Linked DNA regions of Mus musculus: regions 1, 2, 3, 4, 5 and 6 are each linked to region 7. A link is a contact called in public Micro-C and promoter capture Hi-C data. All regions are on one chromosome and are shown on one strand. Each heading gives the region's core, a stretch centred on a gene start, on an enhancer-like site or on the middle of the called end of the contact. The rest is flanking DNA. Distances are from core to core; before and after follow the strand shown. Region 1 holds the start of 1600014C10Rik (RIKEN cDNA 1600014C10 gene). Region 2 holds the start of Uri1 (URI1, prefoldin-like chaperone). Region 3 holds the start of Tmem147 (transmembrane protein 147). Region 4 holds the start of Haus5 (HAUS augmin-like complex, subunit 5). Region 5 holds the start of Usf2 (upstream transcription factor 2). Region 6 holds the start of Plekhf1 (pleckstrin homology domain containing, family F (with FYVE domain) member 1). Region 7 holds the start of Gpi1 (glucose-6-phosphate isomerase 1).

Region 1 (2,700 bases), core at 195-2,694, 4.0 Mb after region 7:
GGCTCCAAACTCATGAGATTTGTTTGTTTCTGTCTCCCAAGTGCTTCGATTAAAGGTGTACACCCCTGCACCTGGTAGCTAGCCTCAAATTGTTGAGCTTTCTGCCTCAGAAGGAGCTCTATCTGAGTAACAGGATTGTGGATGTACACACACCTACTGTGCACCTCTTTCACAGACGGCCTCAGCCGCTACTGGCTGTCTAGGAACACTTCTAGGTGTCAGGGTGATAATTTTAGGGCTTTATTCATCGTCGGTGTGGATGTCTTATAGCCTAGTCTCTATTCTCCACTGAACTTTCCTGTTCCCATCATTGCTACATACTTCTGATATTTAGGCAAAGGAGAAAACAAGCGAGTCCGGTTCTCGACCTTGCCACCAGAGGGCGCTGCCCGCGGGGGACATTGAAGCGCCTCACCTCATAGCTCCACAGAGAGCAAGGAGCTAATCTATTCTTAGCCTCAGTTAACTTTGGCTCTTGAAAGTCACCCAAACTCGGGCAAAAGCTCCTACTCGAAAACGCACAGACTTTTCCACTCCAGCCAGGAGAATCTTGATGTTAAAAGGGGTTCGAGGCCTTCTAAGAAGACAGAAAAGAAGAAATAATATGGCCCTGCACAGATCATCTGTATGCCCGCAGCAGCTCTCCACCCCCACCTGGCAGATCGCGCTAGGGGCCACTTGGACCTAGACTGGAGTTCGCTCGCCACACTCTCTATTTGGGTGGCATTGGCTAGCCCAGTCCCTCTGTATCTAGTTTGTCACTGACAACCGTGCGTACTCAAGACTTTGCTCAGGGTTAAAGTTCAGTATTGGGAGAGATACCAGATTTGGCATATTTTCAGGCCAGCCCTAGAGTCCTTGGGACCAGGGGGCGGGGACTGCTCCCTAGGCCTCTCTGGATTTTTCTGTTACTCTGCTCTCTTTCTGAGTGGCTCCCTTTGCCCTGCAAGTGGAGTGGGCTCTGTTCTGGTCTTAGGAGGTCTGAAAGCTATACCAGCCCCTGCGCGTCCCACGCAGGCCCCAGCGTTAATTAACCAGCAGTCGCTCCTGACAGCCAAGCCCCTCTATCATCTCCCAGGTCCAGGACCCTGTGGGAGAAAGGGTCCGGCAAGTCACAGACCCAGCCAGCGCAAAGGGCGATCGAGGAGAACCTTCCAGGAACCGTCCCAGATCCTAAACGTGAGGTTGGGCACTGAGTGGGGTGGCCAGGCGGAGAGGAAGTGGGGGCAGCGGGTCCTCGCGACACAGAGTCCCCTCCCAGATGCTCCCCATTTCCGCAGGCACAGAGCTTCCTAGCCTGGGTCTTGGTGTCAGTCAATCAGACGCTGGGGCGCGGAAGGGACGCCTCGCCCCGCCATCAAGATCTTTCCCCAGGCCTGTCCCATCTTGAGGACCCAGACTCATGGGGACCCAGAGCTCGGCGACCCGGAAGGCCGGCGGAGCCGGAAGGTGGGAGGGCGGAGCCAGGGTGGCGGTGGCCTGTGAACGCCTCTCTGGAGCTGGCAGAGCAGAGCCGGCCTCAGTGCCTTGGCGGTCCCAGACTCCAGCTCGGTAAAGGTGCGCGCGGGGAAGCCGGGGTCTGCGAAGCCGGTCGGGGACCCTACGGTGTCAGGCCCAGTGCTAGAGCTGTTCATCTCAATGCAAAGGACCTGAGACACTGAAGGCCTAAGCTGCAGCGCCGAGGTTGGAGTAGTCAGCAGCTCCGTGCGCTTCCAGCCGCAACCTGGATGCTTGGGAGTGCGCGTGCGCGGTGCGGTGTCTTCCCACAGTTTATGCCTTCTGCCTAGCGGACTGCTGTGCTTGGCCCAGAGAGGGAGGAAATCTGGGCTCTAGCTTAGGGATGGCCAGGAATGAATGTCAGGGGATCAAAGGGCCAGATTAATTGGAGCTGTTGTTGAAAAACGTTCTTCTATGACTAAGTAGATAAGGTGCATGCATGGCCGGGTGCAGAGGGCACGGTGCTGCTGAGTGATGGGTGTCAGTTAACTCTGCGAGCTATGTAGCGAACCTACCACTGACCACTTCTGATCTTTCAAGAGAAATTAGGAAGATCTAAGATATATGTAAGATTGTATTATTGCTGTTAGTTTGAGACTGGGTCTCACTATGTAACCTTCACTGGTCTTGATCTGGGAGTCCTACCATAGCCTCCCCCATGCTGGGGTTATGGGAGGGAGCCAGCACACCCTCGATATCTTCTTATTTTTAAATACCAACAATCAAGTAAGTAAACAACTTAGTAGGCTGGAAGAACAGGGTGATGAACTTCACAGAGGACAGAGTACAACTGGGGAATTCCAGACAGGGGAGCAAATATTGCTATTTGGCCAAAGACCTGTTTTCCACTCAGTTTCTGTTTGTTTCTCCCTGCAGCCTCCCCTTACCCACCCCCTACCCCTGACACATTTCCTCCCTCTACTCTGGGGATTTGAATCCCAGCTTCGTCTAAGATTGCTATAAAGAACATGGAGCCCCCTGTTACTCTGAGGCCTCCTCCTCTGTTCCTCACAACTTGATTGGACTCAGGTCAGGCTGCTGTCCAAAGGTTTGAGTTTTTCACCTCCTCTGTGTATGGGAGCCCTGCTGTCATCTTCCCTCCAGTCTGGGTGACTATAGGACATCAGGGCTCCCAGTTAGCTTTTGTCTTCCCTATGGCTGGCAGATGGACTTCCGGTGAACAGGACCTGTTTTGAGGACAGC
Region 2 (2,700 bases), core at 111-2,610, 3.8 Mb after region 7:
TATAGAAAAATAGAGCTTCTCAAATGTTTATGCAACTTCCTAAACCTTTATTAATACCTCACTCTGGCAACAGGACATGTGACGTTTAAGCAAATTAAATGTCGCTTTTCAAAGAATTTCAAGGCACGTCAGGAGAATCAACTTGAAAACCTACAGAATCCACAGGACAATTTCACATTTAACAATCGAGCTGTAGTTCTTAACTACATAACATTTCCTTATAAAAAAAAATATATAATAATTCCCATTCGGAGATTCTAAGCATTCTCCTCTCCTCTGGTAGATCAAAAAAAAAAAAAAAAAGTGGGGAAAGCCTTGTTTAATAAAGGCTTGAAGTTAAAATTTAACAAAGGCCTTCTCTCTTGTCGACTACTAAACCTAAGAGCTGGATTGCACAGGAAGTGCATCATCACCAACGTAGTCAAACTTGGACGCTCAATCAAATAAGGATATCTCGTGTGTGTGTGTGTGTGTGTGTGTGTGTGTGTGTGTGTGTGTGTGCGCACGCGCGCATTGTACCAACGTTTAGATAATAAATAGCTAAGGGGTAAAAAGAGTGACCACTTCTGTTCACAGTGTAATCCCCGAACCAAAAAGGAAAAAAAAAAAAACACGTATTTTTATTTAGTCCCAACAATTGCTCTCTCAGTTCAGGGTCAACCGATTATCCTATCCCCTGCATCCTCTGTATTCCCCACATCCCCGCATCCCTTCCGGGGAAGGTCAAAGGGCCACCGACAAAAGACAACAAATGCACGTGACAAAAGTTTCTCCCGTGGTCCCCGCGGCCCGAGGCTGCGCAGCTCGCGCGTGGGGATCTCGGTTTCACGCAGAGGGCTGGCCGCATTAGAGGTTGCTCAGAGTGTCGCGGCCACATGCGGAAGCCGGCCAGGGCCGGAACCAAGCGCGGCCTGTTACCTTTTCCTGCTCCTCGCGAAGCCGCGCCACCTCTGGTGCGCGCAGCGGAGCGGCGGCTGAGGCCTCTGCAAGGGGCTGGGGCTCGGGCTCGGGTTCGGACGGGGGCTCCATGCCCGGCGCCGCAGCCTCAGCGAGGCGAACAAGTCCTAAACAAGTGTTTATGGAGACGGCGTGGCCGGCGGATGCCCAGCGCCCGCGCGCTCGCCCTCATGCACTGCACGCCTCTCTCTGAAGAGGCCGCGCTCACTTTCGCCGCTGCCCCGGGGGCCGCCGCTCGCGTCCGGGCTACCCGCGGCCGCATCTCACACGCGCATACCGCCGCCGCCGCCGCCGCCGCCGCCTCGGAGCAGCAGGCCCTACACCAGGCGCGCCACGCTCTTCTCCCGCAACCGGGCCCAGCTTAGCGTCCCGCGACTGCCGCGCCTCCGCGCACGCCCCGCCCCTCGCCCCGCCCGCGCAGCACGCCGGGAAGCTCTCAAGCTCCGCCCTAGGGGGCGGGGCTATGGCGGGGACAGGGCCTCCGGGTGGGGTGGAGGCTGAGCCGCTCAGGACCCCTGCACAGGATGAGAGGCGGCGGGATAGTGGGTCCCAATTCGCTTGGCGCTGCCTGTGGTGGTAGGAACTTAATATGAGCACTGAGACTGTTTCATAAGCTCATTTAATTTTATCAAATTCAGCTGTTTCCCATGCCTTTTAATGAACTAATGTGGTTTAATGAGCTAAAATGCACAATATACAACTATATTTTTGCGTATGTATTAATTACTGTACACATTACAATTTTCCTTACATATATTAAGCTGCAGTATTAATATTACTATGTTACTACGTATGCACTGTGTAGCACATTTTTCAACAACAGCTGCTGCCCTATCCCATGTATTTTATAATTCTGGTGTTTTGTTTAACAGTGGGGACCAAATGCATGGCTTTGGACTTGCTAGACAAGCACTCTACCAACTGAGCTAAATCCCCATCCCTGTTCCACTCAGTATTTTAAAAATTGGAAGCTGGAGCAGGGAGCACACCTTTAATCCCCAACAGTTTGAAGGCAGAGGCAGGAGGGTATCTGTGAGTTTGAAGCCAGCCTGGTCCACATAGCAAGTTCCAGGCCAGCCTGAGCTGAATAAATCTCTTGGACTCACTTCCTCCCCCTAGCCCTTTGTGCAGCCTCTGTTTGTGGCAGTCCTCTAGTCTACCTTGTGGCCTTGTCCTAACTCTATCCCAAGCCCGGACAATAGGCATAGATCCTATTACCTCAGTATTGTGTGTATAGGAACAGGCTGGCAGGCACCTGCAGAATTCTGGCCCTCTGTGGGTCTGTTTGCCCCTATCTTCCACTTCTGTTCCAGCTCCCAAGTCCACATCCATCCTTTGATCACTTGCATCAAGAAAGAAAAAGCAGGGACGATTGGGGAAGATGGTAAATATGAATTTCTCTCCCTGCAGATGCAGCAACCTCTGAAACACAGTCAAACTCTGAGCACTCATCTTGCCTCCCGCCAATAGCAGCATCCCTGACTCCTAGGGCACCGCAGAAGCTACTTCTCTAGTGCTGGGCTTTGAATATGAACTGACCCCATGTGTTTCAATACTTGGTCCCTAACAGGTAGTACTAATTTGGAAGGATACTTAAAAATTAGGATGTACCAGGCAGTGGTGGCTCACACCTTTAATCCCAGAATCTGGAAGGCAGAGGCAGGCAGATCTCTGAGTTTGAGGCCAGCCTGGTCTACAGAGTGAGTTCCAGGACATCCAAGGCTACACAAAAAAACCCTGTCT
Region 3 (2,700 bases), core at 113-2,612, 3.5 Mb before region 7:
AACATAAAGGTAGGCTAGGGCTAGACTGCATACCAGACTGATGTTGGAGTCAATGCTCATCTGGATATATTTCCAGTCAAATTCAATGCCTCGGGCTCCCACCCAGAGGGGGATGCATCTGAGGAAGGCAAAAGGAGGCAGTCTCTAGTACCCAGACTCCCCCACCCCCAGCACCCAGCCTCTGATCACCTCCCCTCAGCACCCCTGTGGGACCCAGCTGTCCATTCCCGGAAGTCTGGGCTCCAGTTTGCTCCACACACCGGGACATAATGAGTTCAGCAGTGGCCCAGCCCAGGGCAGCAACCATAATCTTGTACTCCCCCTTGCCTGCATTCCGAGACATGACAAGGTTTAGGCCTATCAGGTCTGCCACATCCACACTGGCCTTCATGAATTCCTGTGGGTCAGGTAGAGGCTCGAGTAAACACGGGGACCAGGTGAACCGACTCCTGCACTCTTCCTTGCCCTTCCCTTGTTCAACTTACCCCAATGAAGTCATAGATGCCACCTTCCCAGGTGGGGAAGAAAGTGGCCAAGAACAACATCTGAGATCAGAAAGTAGAAAGGTCACTGGAAGGTGAGGGAGATTAAAAACCGAAACAAACAAACAAAAAACTATGTGGATACTGTGGAAAGTAAGTGTGCAAGTAGAGGATATGACGCTGGGTTCTAGGGGTCATTCTAGGTGTAAGTGGCAAGATCACGTGATCTTGGGAGATAGAGGGCAAGTGGCCTGGTTTCTAAAAGTCTAGAAGTTCACGGGGGAATCTGATGTCTAAAAATGCCTAGGCAGCACCCTGCGACACCCTGTGGGTGAAATATCGCACTAAGAGGTTTTCTCATTTTACAACAGTTGTAAGAAAAAGTTGCATCAGGGCCTTTCTGGCCTTGCATCCCTTCTAAGGTATTCGGGCATAGTCCCTAAGCGTTGTCTCGAGGGTGGTCCTATGGAAGGTGACAGCTGCAGAGTCAGGCCCCTGAGATCTGGAATGCCTGGAGGCCAGACACGTGGAGTCCGGGAGTCCCTCACCTTGCATAGCTGCACAAAGAGGTAGGTGACCCCGGCCTGGACGCATTTCCAGAAGGCGTTGTATTCAGACCTGAAGAAGCCGGCGGTGAGGGGTCGGCCCGGGTCCCGCACCCTCTCCACCCCGCGCCCGCCCTGCACTCACAGGCCGCTGCATTTGTACGTGATGAAATAGGGAAAGTAGGCGAGGGCGAAGCAGTTCCCGAAGTGGAACAGGGTCATGACGCCAGCCGCCCGGTCCCGCAAATGCGGGACTCGCCAGGCGCAGCGTCTCCTCTAGTCGGCCTCGCCGGCACCGGGGCCTGGCGCCCACCTGCTTTGCCGTGGCCCGCGCGCGGCCTTATGGGAACTGTAGTCCGGCCTGGTACGTCGCGTGCAGTGACGTCAGAGCGCCCAGCTCCGGCTGTGTTGCAGGGACTTCCAGAGCCTTGCTTACACCGTTGAAGACCTTGTGTTCAGACAGCGCTTTCCCTCTCCCACTCGGCTCGGAGCCAAGCGCCACCTCTTCTCGCTCATCCGAGAACTTTGAACCCCGCCCTGAACGCAAGGTGATCGGCGCAGAGACAAGAGGGCAAAGCTGTGCGCATTCTCGTTTTTATTTCATTGTTGACCCGGTGGCGGCGCCTTTGAGTGGAAGCCGAAGTCAGGAACGCGAGGTGCGCAGGGGAGCAAGGAGGGGCCTTTTGTGTTACTTCTCTCGGCTAAACATGTAGCGGAGGAGGTCGACCACTCGGTTACTGTAGCCATATTCGTTGTCGTACCTGAGGAGGCGAGGAAGGAGGCGTCAGTGTGTGTGTGTGTGTGTGTATACGTGTACGCACTCGCGCGCTCGCCCTCTTGTCAGCCTCCCCCACTATCCTCTGGCATCTATCCCCTTTACCAGGCGTGTGTGTGTGTGTGTGTGTGTGTGTGTGTGTGTGTGTGTGTGTGTGTGTGTGTGTACGTGTACGCACTCGCGCGCTCGCCCTCTTGTCAGCCTCCCCCACTATCCTCTGGCATCTTTCCCCTTTACCAGGCGTGTGTGTGTGTGTGTGTGTGTGTGTGTGTGTGTGTGTGTGTGTGTGTACGTGTACGCACTCGCGCGCTCGCCCTCTTGTCAGCCTCCCCCACTATCCTCTGGCATCTTTCCCCTTTACCAGGCAACAAGCTTCACGAAGTTGTCATTGAGGGCAATTCCAGCCTTAGCATCAAAGATGGAAGAATGGGGATTGCCGTTAAAGTCCGTGGAGACCACCTGCGTGACAATTTCAAAGATAAATGTAGTCGAGCAAAGATCTCCAGGAACCCAGACTCTCAAACCACATTGTCAGTCACTCATCTGGTATACTGGACAGAGACCTTTTGTGTTGGTGACAGAATGTGATCAAGGCAGGTGGAACCTTTGTCTCAGGGACACAGCAGGGGAGCTCAGTGGATAAAAGTGCTTGTCACATAAGCGTGAGCTTTCTGTGTTTGGATCCGCAGAATCCATATAGAGGCTGGGCGGTTGATGGACACTTATAGGCCCAGCAGTCCAGCTCCAGACTGAGGCTCCTTGGAACAAGATGACTAGCTAGATTAGTTAGTTGTCAAGCTACCTTACATCTTGCCTCGGTAACAAGTGGAGTGCAATGGAGGAAGACATGTTTATCACCTGTACCTGGTGTACCGGTACATGTGCCCCGTGCATCTGC
Region 4 (2,727 bases), core at 117-2,616, 3.6 Mb before region 7:
TCACCTTTGATTAGGGTAAGAGTGGGTAGGTGAGGTGCTGTAGGAACCCCCTTATTCTGCAGATCTGTCTCATTCTCGATGAGGGATAAAGAAATAATAGTTTTGTTTTGTTTTTTTGGTTTTTTGAGACAGGGTTTCTCTGTATAGCCCTGGCTGTCCTGGAACTCACTTTGTAGACCAGGCTGGCCTCGAACTCAGAAATCCGCCTGCCTCTGCCTCCCGAGTGCTGGGAAGAAATATAGTTTTTAGCTTAATATTTTGTTTTGTTTTGTTTTTGTCTTTTCAAGACAGGGTTTCTCTGTGTAGCCGAACTCAGAAATTCACCTGCCTCTGCCTATCAAGTGCTAGGATTAAAGGGGTGCGTCACCACGCCCGGCTTAGTTTTTAGCTTAATTAATGTATACCAAAGTTATTTGCAGAGCTTGCTTCCCCTATCTCTGTCTCCTGCTGCAAGCTGTCTGCAGCAGCCACTCTCTATCTTCAGCTGTCTCCTGCTGCTTAAAGAATCTTCCCTTTCTCCAGGCAGTGGTGGCGCATGTCTTTAATCCCAGCACTTGGGAGGCAGAAGCAGGTGGATTTCTGAGTTCTAGGCCAGCCTGATCTACAGAGTGAGTTCCAGGACAGCCAGGGATACACAGAGAAACCCTGTCTTGAGAAACTCAAAAAAAAAAAAAAAAAAAAAAAAAAAAAAGAAAGAAAGAAAGATTCTTCTCTTTCCCTGCCAGTGTAAACAAATTCAAGACCACCCGGCCCCTTCCCTATCTGCAGGGACAGACTAGTGGTCATAAAGACCACAGCTGCCAGAAATGACCATCCTTGAGAAAACCTCCCTAGCCCTCCTCAGCCTGAATTCTGAGGAAAACTACAAGCTGCTTTGACCTTGCTGATTGCTGACAAAGTTTTCTGCCAAATTAAAATTATACTGTTGCTTTATTAGCCAATAATAAAATAGCTGTGTGAGCCCTTTCACAAAAAGTATAAATTAGCTGTATTTAGACAATCGGGGTTGACTCTCCCTGCGAGGCTGAGCAACCTCATGTGCGTCGGATTAAAAACCTCTTGTTATTACAGCGTCTATGATCAAGCTGTGTTTCTGGGGGTCGCGTTCTCTACACCTGGGCCCCGGGGGTCTAACAGGGCGGTGATCTTACTCCTCGAGGCTAATTCCAGGATGGGGAGACCTTACTCCAGAAGCAGCCTCACCTACGCAGCGTCGACTCCCGGGGGCGAGCTGCTAGGGGCACCTCCATCTCTTCAGCAGCCCAGCGACTCAGTTCCCGCTCTTTCTGCGTTAGTTCCATGGCTGTCACAGAGCTCAGCTGCAGTCGCAGCTTCCCGCACTCTCTTTAAGTATGGCGCCCATCTATGACGTCAGGAGCGCGACGCTGAGATGTCACCGGTTGCCAAGCAGACAGCAGGTCCCGGCTGACGGGTCTCTCTGTACCGGGCCGCTACCCGTAGCGGCTCTTGGCGCTCTAGTGTATGTAGGTTAGTAAATGAAAATGAAAAGGATGGGGTGAAATTCAGACACCCGCTTATCCACCTTTGTTCTTTCACTCACTGTAAGAGGCAGAAGGTTCTAAAAGCTTCACTCTACCTGGGGAAAAAAAGGGGGCGGCGGGTGGGAACGTGCAAGAAATTTCCTTTTCCCAAACTCGGGCTTTTAGACAAAACCCATCATTCTCTCAGGGACTTAAGAAAATCGTTTTTACTTGCTAAAAGTGGTCATTCTCCTCGTCTTTGGCAGAAGGGACATAGAACTCTTCCATTAATCTATGCCTTTGGTGGCGTCTATTGGCATATCGAGGTCTATGCTAGCTTCTAGGTTCCTTCAGGCCCTTCTCACAACAACCTCTTACAGAGTCATCCTGCCTGCCTGGCATACCCCGCCCCTACACCGAATCTCTCTAGCCCCCGAGCTTTGCCCACTTCAGATTCTCATAACTCAGCCATTTTGGCCACTCCCCTCTTTATTCCCAAGCACCCTCGGGGTCCTCTTGGAACCCTCTCTCCAAGTCTTCTCTTCTTAGCTCGCCCCCGCCCCACTCCCCACCTCTCCTCTCGTGGCCCCATCTATTTTGCTGGTTATATTCAGTCTGAACTCTTCCAGATGCCTCTGGCTGTACTCTTCTTCATGTCTACAGTAAAATCCTTCTCACCCATACTTAGGAGCATTCTTGTCCTGTTGTGGGTTGCCCTGGCGCCATTTGTATTTTGATGTTTATTCTGCTTCATCAAGAGGAGCTGTCCTCTACAATGAGCAGAGCGCATACTCAGGTGATCTCACTGGGCCTTCTTCCCAGTCTCAGAGAGGGAGGAGAGAGACATGGCCTGGAGAAGCCGCAAGTAGCAAGAAGTCTCATAGTTGGCAACTAGATTAGTACAGTGATAGATCTGCCCAATCTAGGCATATAGCTTATAACTATAACTGAGTTGTGTGTTTTTTATACGGGCTTATTGGGGTGAGAAATTACCGCAACATTGTCCTGATTTTCATTCAATGAGAAACAAATGAGAGACAATGGACTTAATGCTCATTTTATTAATTTTTAATTTAGCTAACTTTTCTATATATTTTAAGATATGTTAGATCTTATTTTGTGAGTATATGTTTTTTTGCCTGCATGCAGTACGGTAATTCCCCAAATTAATCTGCAAGCTCCACCTGCTCAGGAACCAGATAACTTCCTGGAATGCAGGAATTTAATTTTTAAAAAAGATTTATTT
Region 5 (2,700 bases), core at 140-2,639, 3.3 Mb before region 7:
ATTGCTGAATGGATTTTGAATTACAGCCTAGGGAGGAGTACACATAGGCCATCCTTAGCCACCCCTGCTATGCCATCTTTGTTACTGGTATCGGTGTTTGTTTACTATACGGTGAGGCAAGGGCGTAGCCTACTGTGTGTGCCATTCTGTACAGAATCTCGTCTCTGACACCATTCAACCATCATTAGCTCTACTCTTTCCTCTAAGAAGTTTTCCAGTTTTGCAATGAAAAGTAACTCCAAAAGACCCTATCCAACGCCTGTGCAAAACTCTGACCAGACCTTACACAGCCGGCCAGCCCAGAGAACATCATGTGTGTGTCACACACCCCACCCCCTGGGCCTTCCCCCTCCCCAGCCCCTCCCCATAAGTCGCGGGCCACCTACCAGCGGGAAGGGTGCTGCGGGACCTGTGGGTACAGAGGCAGCGGCAGGGCCGGGGCGCTGGGCTGCCCCGTCCACACCCACCTGGGTCACAGCCTGCTGCCCCCCCGCGAAGGCAGCGGTGGACACGACGCTGACGGCGCCGGCCGCGTCGCCCTGGCCGTCCAGCTGACCATCAGTCACCTGGACTACGCGGTATGTCACCTGCAGGGGGCGGCAGAGCGACGAGACCGACGCTGGGGCCCGAGTGGGGGACAGGTCGGAGCCTCTCCCTGTCCCGCCGCACGCGTCTGCCCTTCCTCAGCTCACCCCGGCGCTGGCCCTCCGGGCTCCCGGCCCACGGCCGCCTCACCTGGCCTCCATTACTCTCTGTACGGAACTGGTACTGGATATTGTGGTCGCCGAACGCCGCCTGCTGGACACTGGCGATGGCCACCGCCGTCTGCTCCTCAGCCCCCGGGCCGTCCCCGCCTGTGGGGGCAGCAGGGCAGGGGGCACGCTCAGCGGGCGCGCGGGGCCTCCCGGCGTCCCCGGCCTGCAACCCCGGCGCGGGCCGCAGCCCCCGTGGCCCCCGCAAACACTCACCTTCCTGCAGCTCAACGCCCTCCTCGGCCTCGGGTCCCTTGTCGTGGCTGCGGGGGCACACCAGGGGCAGGGCCCGGGGTCAGCGAGGCCCGCACCCCTCGCCGGGGCGCAGCGGCCCGCCGCCCGCCCTCCAGGCCCGGCCCCCGCTAGGGTCAGCACCGCTGCCGAGCCCCGGCCGCCCGGATCCCCTCCCCGCGGCCTCCATTTTGAGCCGGGCCCAGAGGCCGCTCGGGATCATGGCGGCCCCTGCGCGCGGGGCTCGAGGGGCCGGGGCCCAGGGCGCGCGGAGGGGCGCGAGCTGTCGGCGCGCTTACCTGGCGGCGGCAGCAGCGGTGGCCGAGGAAGCGGGATCCAGACCCGGGTCCAGCATGTCCATGGGGGGGGCGGGGGGGAGGGGAGGGGAGGGAGGGGAGGGGGCGGGCGGCCGGGGGGGCCCGAGCCCGGCGCTCACGCCGCGCGGCAGGAGGGGACGGAGGAGACACGGGAGCCGCTTGCGCTGATCACGGGGACAAACAGTGGGGTCATGTGAGGAGGAGATGCCGCCGCCGCCGCCGCCGCCGCCGCCGCTACTCCTGCAGCTGCCGCCTCCTCCTGCCGCCTCCGCCCGCCGCCGGCTCCGGGCGGTGCGAGGCTCCGGGCCACAGCTCAGCTGCCCCCCGCCCGCCGGCCCGCCGCACGCGGCCTGGGGCCTGCTTCCCTGAGCGCTCGCCGCCGCCGCCGCCGCGACTTGAGCTTTTTTTTTTTTTTTTTTTTTCAACAGGGCCCTGCCCGGATGGCGGCCGCCCTGTTGCCCAGATCGCCAGCTCCCGCGCCCGCCGCCCGGCCTAGCCCGGTCCGGCGGCGGCGGATTGTGGCTGCAGCTGCCGCCGCTTTCTATCACCCCCCCCCCTTCTCTTTTTCCTTTTTTTTTTTTTTTTCCTCCTTTACTGGAGCTGCGCGCGCGCGGTGGCGGCGACGGCGCGATCCCGGGGCGGGCGGGCGCGCGCGCGCGCGCGGGAGAGGGCAGGCCCTAGGGAACGCGCGCGCTGTCTGTCTTTGGTGACGGCCGGGCGCGTACACACACATAGGCCCGGGGACTCTACACGGGACCACCACCGGTTGGAACGCAGGCCCGGCTGGAAGGCCGGCAACACGGATGCGGGGCTCAGATCGCCGGGGCACAGGGTTTGAAGACTGTAAAAGTAGGTCGTATAGGAGCCCGGAGGTTGGGGAGCCGGGTTGCGCGCTCGCGCGCTCCCGAAGGCGCATGCGCACGTCGGGGCGGGGCAGGGCGGAGGCGGCAAGGGGCACGTACTCTAGGCGGCTGGCTATGAAGAAGGCTAAAGGCCTGTCTGGCCGCTTCTTTTGCTGGTCCCCCTCCTCTCAACTCGTGCAGCAAAACAAGAGGCTTAGATCTTGTGATCAGGAATTTTATTAGGCTTGGTGAAGAGTTTCATCAATATTCCAATTAAAAAAGTATAAAAGCTACATAACAAAACGTGGGATCAGACGACTAAACTTTCCCGACTCAGGGCCAAATTCTGCAAAGGAGAAAAGAAAAAGTGTTAATTGTACGGGCTGGAGGAAGAGGCGTCCTGAAGATCTGAAGTCAAAGGGTCTAGGCTCACCTTTTTCATCCTCCGCTCCCTCGAGGCCTGCGAGTCAGTCTCAGAGTAAGGCGGAGGTGCTGGGGGATAGTGGCCCTCCTCTTCTTCTTCTTCTTCCTCCCTGTAAACGCGTCTTCTCTCCCCAG
Region 6 (2,700 bases), core at 195-2,694, 4.0 Mb after region 7:
TTATTACAAGGGTACTAAGGGAGTGGCACCACCCAACAGAGTCACTGAGACCTTCTAGAATCTTCCTCCAGGAGAACAGATTAAGGAAAATAAACCCTTAGGTGCTACTTTCTTAGCACCCACTGTTTGCTAGACACAATGTTAATTAAGCACAAAGCATGGCTGTAACTCCGTGCCCATGAGCCACTTCACAGTCACCACCCAAGAACCTCAGGAGTGGGCCCAGCTTCCAGATAAACTCTGAGCCAAGGTAGAAAAACTTTGGCCCAGAGGGCATTCCTATAATCTAGCATCTGGTAAGATTAGATAGGAAGGTAGAGAGTTGTAGGTCAATCTGGACTATACAAGGAGACCTTATCTCAAAAAAAGCAAAATCTTTTGGGTAACCTGGTGTTTGTGGCCATGTCCTATCCCGGGAATTCACATGATGAAAAGGAGACAATAACTTCTGAAACTTTTGGCCCTAGTAAACAAAACAACACGCCCCCACCCCCCCAAAAAACAAACAAACAAACAAACAAACAAACAACAACAACAAAAAAAACATGCCCTGGGTCAGAAGTTCTTAAAATCCAGAGTGTGTAGTCTTTCCTACTGCCTGACTTTGGTGTCTTTCACCGCATAACACACAGGGTAGTCAGTCCCATCCCGCAGGCCACAATGCCAAACCCCTCCTTCCTTGGCGGGACAGGGTTGGCCAGGTCCCAGTGCTCAGACAACTAACTGGCCTAGCCACTCTGAGCAGCTCTGAGGGCTGACGTGGGCAGGACGCACAGCAAATGAAGCACTTCAGCTTACAAAAACCGCAGGGGTCTTGACTCTAGCACTGATCGCCCCTCCTCTGCAGCCTCTGACCGGGTAGAATCTGATACCGGTTTTGTTCACATTCTAAGGACTGCGCCCTCTCCGGGGAGTGCACACATTCCACTGAGACTTGGAACTGCCGGTTTCCCTCCTGCTAAGGCCTGGGGACACCTCTTTATTGTACTTCAGTTACTCCCTAGGAGAATCCAGGCCCGGTCCCACACCAATAACTTCCTATATGAAGAGTCGCGAACTCAAACTCTTCAGGGTCCCAAATCCGAGGCTATTGAGAACCGTCCCTCCCAACCCAAGACGTCTCTGGCCAAGACGAGGTTCCCGGAACATCACGGGATAAGGAGAGGGTAGAGACTCTGCGGAGAACCCTTCTCCAACTCGCGCACAGTCCTGGGACTCAGTGGCCCTAGAGTCCCAGCTGTCAACCCCTTCCCAAGTCAGAAAACAGCGAGCAGCCTCTGCTCCAGTGGAGCCCCAGATGCGGGTTCCTGAGGCCACCTCTACCCACAGCTGCAGACCTGGCAGGGTGGAGGGCGGAAGGGGAGCGCTCTCCCCCTCCGTAGCCTGCTTACCTCCCGTAGGAACCTCCGCGTCCGCACAGCCAGTCCCGAACTGGCGCCCGCCAATCCCTGCGCCGCCCACGCCTCCGGGTTCCAATTCTCTGGTCACGCCCCTTCGAGGGACTCTGGACCAATCGAAGCCCTGGCACGCAGGCGGGGGCGGAGCCGGCCCGAGTTCTCCAGAAATGTGCGCGGGCGTAATTAAACCGCTGGACCGTAAACGGGTCAGCAGCGGTTGTGCGTGGGGACGATGGGCTGATTCCTGGTTGGAGTCCGGTTCCCAGCTTTGCTGGTCGCCACACTCAAGACTGAGTCGGCGCTGGTCAGAGGAACAGCCTGTGAGGGAAGCAGGCATGACGGAGTGGTGGGCCCTCAGGTGCCCCTGTTACTATGATGTTACTCTTTTCAGCCACAGAGACACACGTTTTCTTAACGATCAACAGAACTTTATAATTTTTTTCCTAGAGGAAAATGTCAAAAGTACACGGGAGGAAATTAGTTTAGTGGACCCCAGGCATTCATCGTGTAGATCCAAGACGAACAGGTACCCCGCCCTGGCTACTGGTGTCACTTAGAACTCAATTCCAAGGCTGCTTTCCCATCTCACCTGCCCCCACGCAATTCTCATCCACTGTCTTCTGGTTCCTTAAAAACCACTCCCACCCTTCGCCCTCTCCCTCCTTTGTCATTTCAGTGTCACCTCCTCAGAGAGGTCTCCTTGGCCACAAAGCAGCAGTTCTCAACTCCATCCATTTTTTATTGTCTTGTTACCCCTGGCTGACCAGAAATTCTATATGTAGACTAGGCTATCCCTGAACTCATAGAAGCCTTGCCTCTGTCTCTAGACTGCTGGGCTAATATTAGTCTATAGTGTCAGTTTGTGTTGCTAAACTGGTTACATTGAAGAGGGACTAGCTCTGGTTAGCCTGGTACCCGCTGGGCCAAGACCAAACTGGGTTTGGAAGGGGATGGTGTGGCCCTCTGGTGATGGTGTTAGGGGCAGACCCTTCCCTAAACTGTCCCTTAATCCCTACCATCCCCCACATCCTTACCCCACCAGCGCTTATTGATATTTCTTTTAGGTTTGAAGTTTGTTTAATCATTTACAAAATGCACTGCTGTGAATATTTCAGATGGGGAGAAGACACATAAAAATAGAGACTTTTAGCCCCCCCTCCAGTAAACTCACAATCTCAAGTTCTAGAGAAGTACTCCACCAGTGAGATATTATATCTCCAGCCCTGACTTTAGCTCATCTTTAATCATAAGATTTAGGGATCTGGGTGTCATATGCCTGTGATCTCAGCACGCAGGAGGCTGA
Region 7 (2,700 bases), core at 93-2,592:
GGCCTAGGGAGAGAAGCCACTGCTGAGGTCTTGTATCCCATCCCCCATCCTCATCACCTATCACAAGTCCAGCCCCCCTCCCCCCCCACTCCCCCCCCCCCTTGAGGCTGACAGATGTTCTTCATAGACAGATTCCTTTTCCAGCATCTTCAAAGAGTCTGCTCAATCAGCAGGGGGCCTGGAGATCCCTGGGATACCAACTCCACACCGGGACCTAGAACCCAAAACAAAGCGCAGCCCCCACCCACAACCCAACCCAGAGATCACAACTCCCCAGTCAGAACATTACCAGCTCCACCAGCATCTGCATCACCTCCTTGTTCACAAGGTTCTTGGAGTAGTCCACCAGAATATGCCCATGGTTGGTGTTGAGGTTCAAGCTGCAGAAAGATGGAGACGCTGCTGGTCACACCCCAGCGGCAGTGCCTGGCCACAAAGGCTGACCTGTAGCAGTGTTAAGTAGTGTAGGAAGCCACGCCACAGAAAGAAGATGTAGACAGATCCTGGGCAGAACTTCCCCCTTCAAGCTCCACATCTCAAACTTACAAGGAAACACCCAGGGAGAGGTATCAGGGACGTCCAGTGAGGAACCACAGGTGGTCATCCCAGGTCCCTCGCCTCCTGGCATCAGTGACAAGGCACGAAGATGCATCACATGTACGATTTCTTCCACCCTCCCTTCTATTTCGCAGTCGCTCACAAGTCTCTCTGGCCTCTGCATCCTGCCTCCGCCGCTCTATTTTTACACCGTGGCTCCCAGGAAATCTCAGCCTTACCCACCCTGTCTGACCAAAGCCCACTAGGAGCAGGTGGGAGGGGACAGCTCTCTCGTGCCTGTCGAGCCAGCAGCGGCTGCTCCTCCTCATGGGTGGTTAGAAATCCCTACTCAAATGGCTGAGACTGAGAGGCGGGGGCGAAGGGATCCCCAAGGAGGAGCCGATTCCTCCTAATGACTAAGCAGCCTCGGCCCTCTGGCTAGCACGCGGGTCCCAAAACCCACTCCAAGGAGGCATCAAGGACAAAGTGCGGCCCCGGCCTGGGCCCTGCAGGGCTGCTGGGGGGGGGGGGGTCACGGGAGCCCCGACCCCGTGCGTGCACCTGAAGTTGTTGAAGCGCTCCGGATCCGCCTCAAAAAGTTCGCGCAGCTTGAGGTTGGCAGAGTTCGCGCGGTGCCACTCCAGGAGCTTCTGGAACTGCGGGTTCCGGGTGAGCGCAGCCATGGCGAGGGACCCGAGAGGTACACGGAGCAGGACGTGCTCGGAAGAGGAAGGAAAGAGGAGCGGCGGCGCGCGGCAAGTCGGTACCAGTGCGCGCAGCGGGCTTTATGGCGCAGGCGTCCGACCCCGCCCCGCCTCCGGCCCCGCCCCACCTCTGTCCTCCGCGTCCGCTAGGCGACCTTGCCGGCAGCTGTAGATCTGGGGGCCTCTGCTGGCCTCTCTGTAACACAAGTGTGGCCACTTGCGATGAACCTTGGCTGGCTTCTGTTCGGAAGTGACTTGAAGGGCAGAGGCGGAGTTTCTCGTGCCAGATCCGCTTGCTTCTTTCATTCATTCATGTATTCAATTCAGCAGAACTTTTTTTTTTTAAAGAATTTATTTACTATATGTAAGTACACTCTAGCTGTCTTCAGACACTCCAGAAGAAGGAGTCGGATCTCCTTACGGATGTGTTTGCTGGGATTTGAACTCAGGACCTTCGGAAGAGTAGTTGAGTGCTCTTACCGGCTGAGCCCAATTTAGCAGAACTTTATGGAATGCCTTCCTGGTTAGAGGTACTAAAGCAAGTGTTGTGGGTACGTAAGCCAAATAAGTAAATAGAATTTATGGGATTTCAGAGCTGGCAAGTGCTCCTGAGAAGAGGCAAACTGGATGAAGCCCCAGAGATGAAACTGTGGTTAAGAACACATAGTTCCCTTGCAGAGGACCTGAATTGGGTTCCCAGTACTCATAACTGCCTGTAACTCCCGCTGCAACCAATGGGAATACCAATGGCACTTGCATCCTTATGCTCATACCCACCCCACACATAATTAATGCTAAAATTATATACCCACCCCACACACATAATAAAAATTGTATGTCCACTCCCACACATAATTAATAAAATATCCACCACACAATAAAAATGAAATTATATGTATATATATTTAAAGGCAGGTTGGAAATAAGCATTTCCTTTAACTAAATGGTTAAGAAAAAAAAATTCACTCTTTATTATATTTGAGTAAAAGCATGAAGGGGAAGAAATGAGCCAGTTGGCTACCTGGAAGGAAAGTGTTCAGTCAAAGGGAAAAGACACTGCAAAGTCTGAGACAAGAGCACCCATAGATGTCCCACAAACAGCACCCATAGATGTCCCACAAACAGAAGACACATGTGGCTGGAGTGGAGCAGATTAGGGGAAGAAGTCATAGAGGTGACATTAGAGAAGGGAATTCACCCAGTGGCTTACAAATCATTGTGAGAATTTTGATTTCTGTTTAGAGATGAGGAGCCACTGAACAAGTCCACATGGAGCAGGGACTTTATCTGACACACTGCCTAATGGATCAGTTAGCTCAGTGAGCTAAAGCAGGTCCTGAGGGAGGGAGCTTCAGTCAAGCAGGAGGAGACGGACATAGAGGATGGAATGAGTGAGGGATCCATAATCGCCTAGAGAGAAAGGGCAAGATATGCACTTTAGGATCCAACTTCCTAGAAA

The links. Promoter capture Hi-C pulls out the DNA fragments that hold promoters and counts their contacts. A called contact is a pair of places that touch in the nucleus more often than the background predicts.
Region 1: a contact with region 7 is called in a promoter capture Hi-C map of second pharyngeal arch cranial neural crest. The contact joins the promoter of 1600014C10Rik here to the promoter of Gpi1 in region 7. A contact is called at or near these places in 6 of 39 promoter capture datasets (the HPC-7 cell line, cranial neural crest, frontonasal cranial neural crest and 3 more).
Region 2: a promoter capture Hi-C map of pre-B cells shows a contact between it and region 7. The contact joins the promoter of Uri1 here to the promoter of Gpi1 in region 7. A contact is called at or near these places in 4 of 39 promoter capture datasets (cranial neural crest, frontonasal cranial neural crest, pre-B cells and 1 more).
Region 3: a contact with region 7 is called in a promoter capture Hi-C map of pre-B cells. The contact joins the promoter of Tmem147 here to the promoter of Gpi1 in region 7. A contact is called at or near these places in 2 of 39 promoter capture datasets (cranial neural crest and pre-B cells).
Region 4: a contact with region 7 is called in a promoter capture Hi-C map of cranial neural crest. The contact joins the promoter of Haus5 here to the promoter of Gpi1 in region 7.
Region 5: a contact with region 7 is called in a Micro-C map of embryonic stem cells, with 4 times the contacts expected there. The contact joins the promoter of Usf2 here to the promoter of Gpi1 in region 7. A contact is called at or near these places in 3 of 39 promoter capture datasets (the C10 cell line, cranial neural crest and second pharyngeal arch cranial neural crest) and 1 of 484 Hi-C or Micro-C datasets (embryonic stem cells).
Region 6: a promoter capture Hi-C map of liver shows a contact between it and region 7, with 2.5 times the contacts expected there. The contact joins the promoter of Plekhf1 here to the promoter of Gpi1 in region 7. A contact is called at or near these places in 5 of 39 promoter capture datasets (cranial neural crest, frontonasal cranial neural crest, liver and 2 more).

Annotation. Positions count from the first base shown.
Region 1 is chr7:38,182,343-38,185,042 of GRCm38.p6, forward strand. It overlaps 1600014C10Rik (RIKEN cDNA 1600014C10 gene), which reads left to right and starts at 1,445. Exons shown (of 4, transcript NM_028166.3): 1 at 1,445-1,557. D530033B14Rik (RIKEN cDNA D530033B14 gene) reads right to left here and starts at 1,440. Exons shown (of 1, transcript NR_165180.1): 1 at 230-1,440.
Region 2 is chr7:38,018,192-38,020,891 of GRCm38.p6, forward strand. It overlaps Uri1 (URI1, prefoldin-like chaperone), which reads right to left and starts at 1,361. Exons shown (of 11, transcript NM_011274.5): 1 at 919-1,361. The coding sequence starts at 1,029.
Region 3 is chr7:30,728,172-30,730,871 of GRCm38.p6, forward strand. Tmem147 (transmembrane protein 147) reads right to left here and starts at 1,363. Exons shown (of 7, transcript NM_027215.2): 1 at 1,173-1,363; 2 at 1,031-1,100; 3 at 486-545; 4 at 261-397; 5 at 34-118. The coding sequence starts at 1,249. It overlaps Gapdhs (glyceraldehyde-3-phosphate dehydrogenase, spermatogenic), which reads right to left. Exons shown (of 11, transcript NM_008085.2): 10 at 2,164-2,261; 11 at 1,608-1,788. The coding sequence ends at 1,716.
Region 4 is chr7:30,663,628-30,666,354 of GRCm38.p6, forward strand. Haus5 (HAUS augmin-like complex, subunit 5) reads right to left here and starts at 1,367. Exons shown (of 19, transcript NM_027999.1): 1 at 1,204-1,367. The coding sequence starts at 1,301.
Region 5 is chr7:30,955,414-30,958,113 of GRCm38.p6, forward strand. Usf2 (upstream transcription factor 2) reads right to left here and starts at 1,390. Exons shown (of 10, transcript NM_011680.2): 1 at 1,283-1,390; 2 at 969-1,015; 3 at 736-854; 4 at 387-587; 5 at 1-27. The coding sequence starts at 1,344. It overlaps Lsr (lipolysis stimulated lipoprotein receptor), which reads right to left. Exons shown (of 10, transcript NM_017405.2): 9 at 2,576-2,700; 10 at 2,357-2,488. The coding sequence ends at 2,453.
Region 6 is chr7:38,226,550-38,229,249 of GRCm38.p6, forward strand. It overlaps Plekhf1 (pleckstrin homology domain containing, family F (with FYVE domain) member 1), which reads right to left and starts at 1,445. Exons shown (of 2, transcript NM_024413.2): 1 at 1,392-1,445.
Region 7 is chr7:34,228,994-34,231,693 of GRCm38.p6, forward strand. Gpi1 (glucose-6-phosphate isomerase 1) reads right to left here and starts at 1,343. Exons shown (of 18, transcript NM_008155.4): 1 at 1,099-1,343; 2 at 290-380; 3 at 1-3. The coding sequence starts at 1,220. It overlaps Gm12762 (a long non-coding RNA gene), which reads right to left. Exons shown (of 2, transcript XR_881947.3): 2 at 2,189-2,700.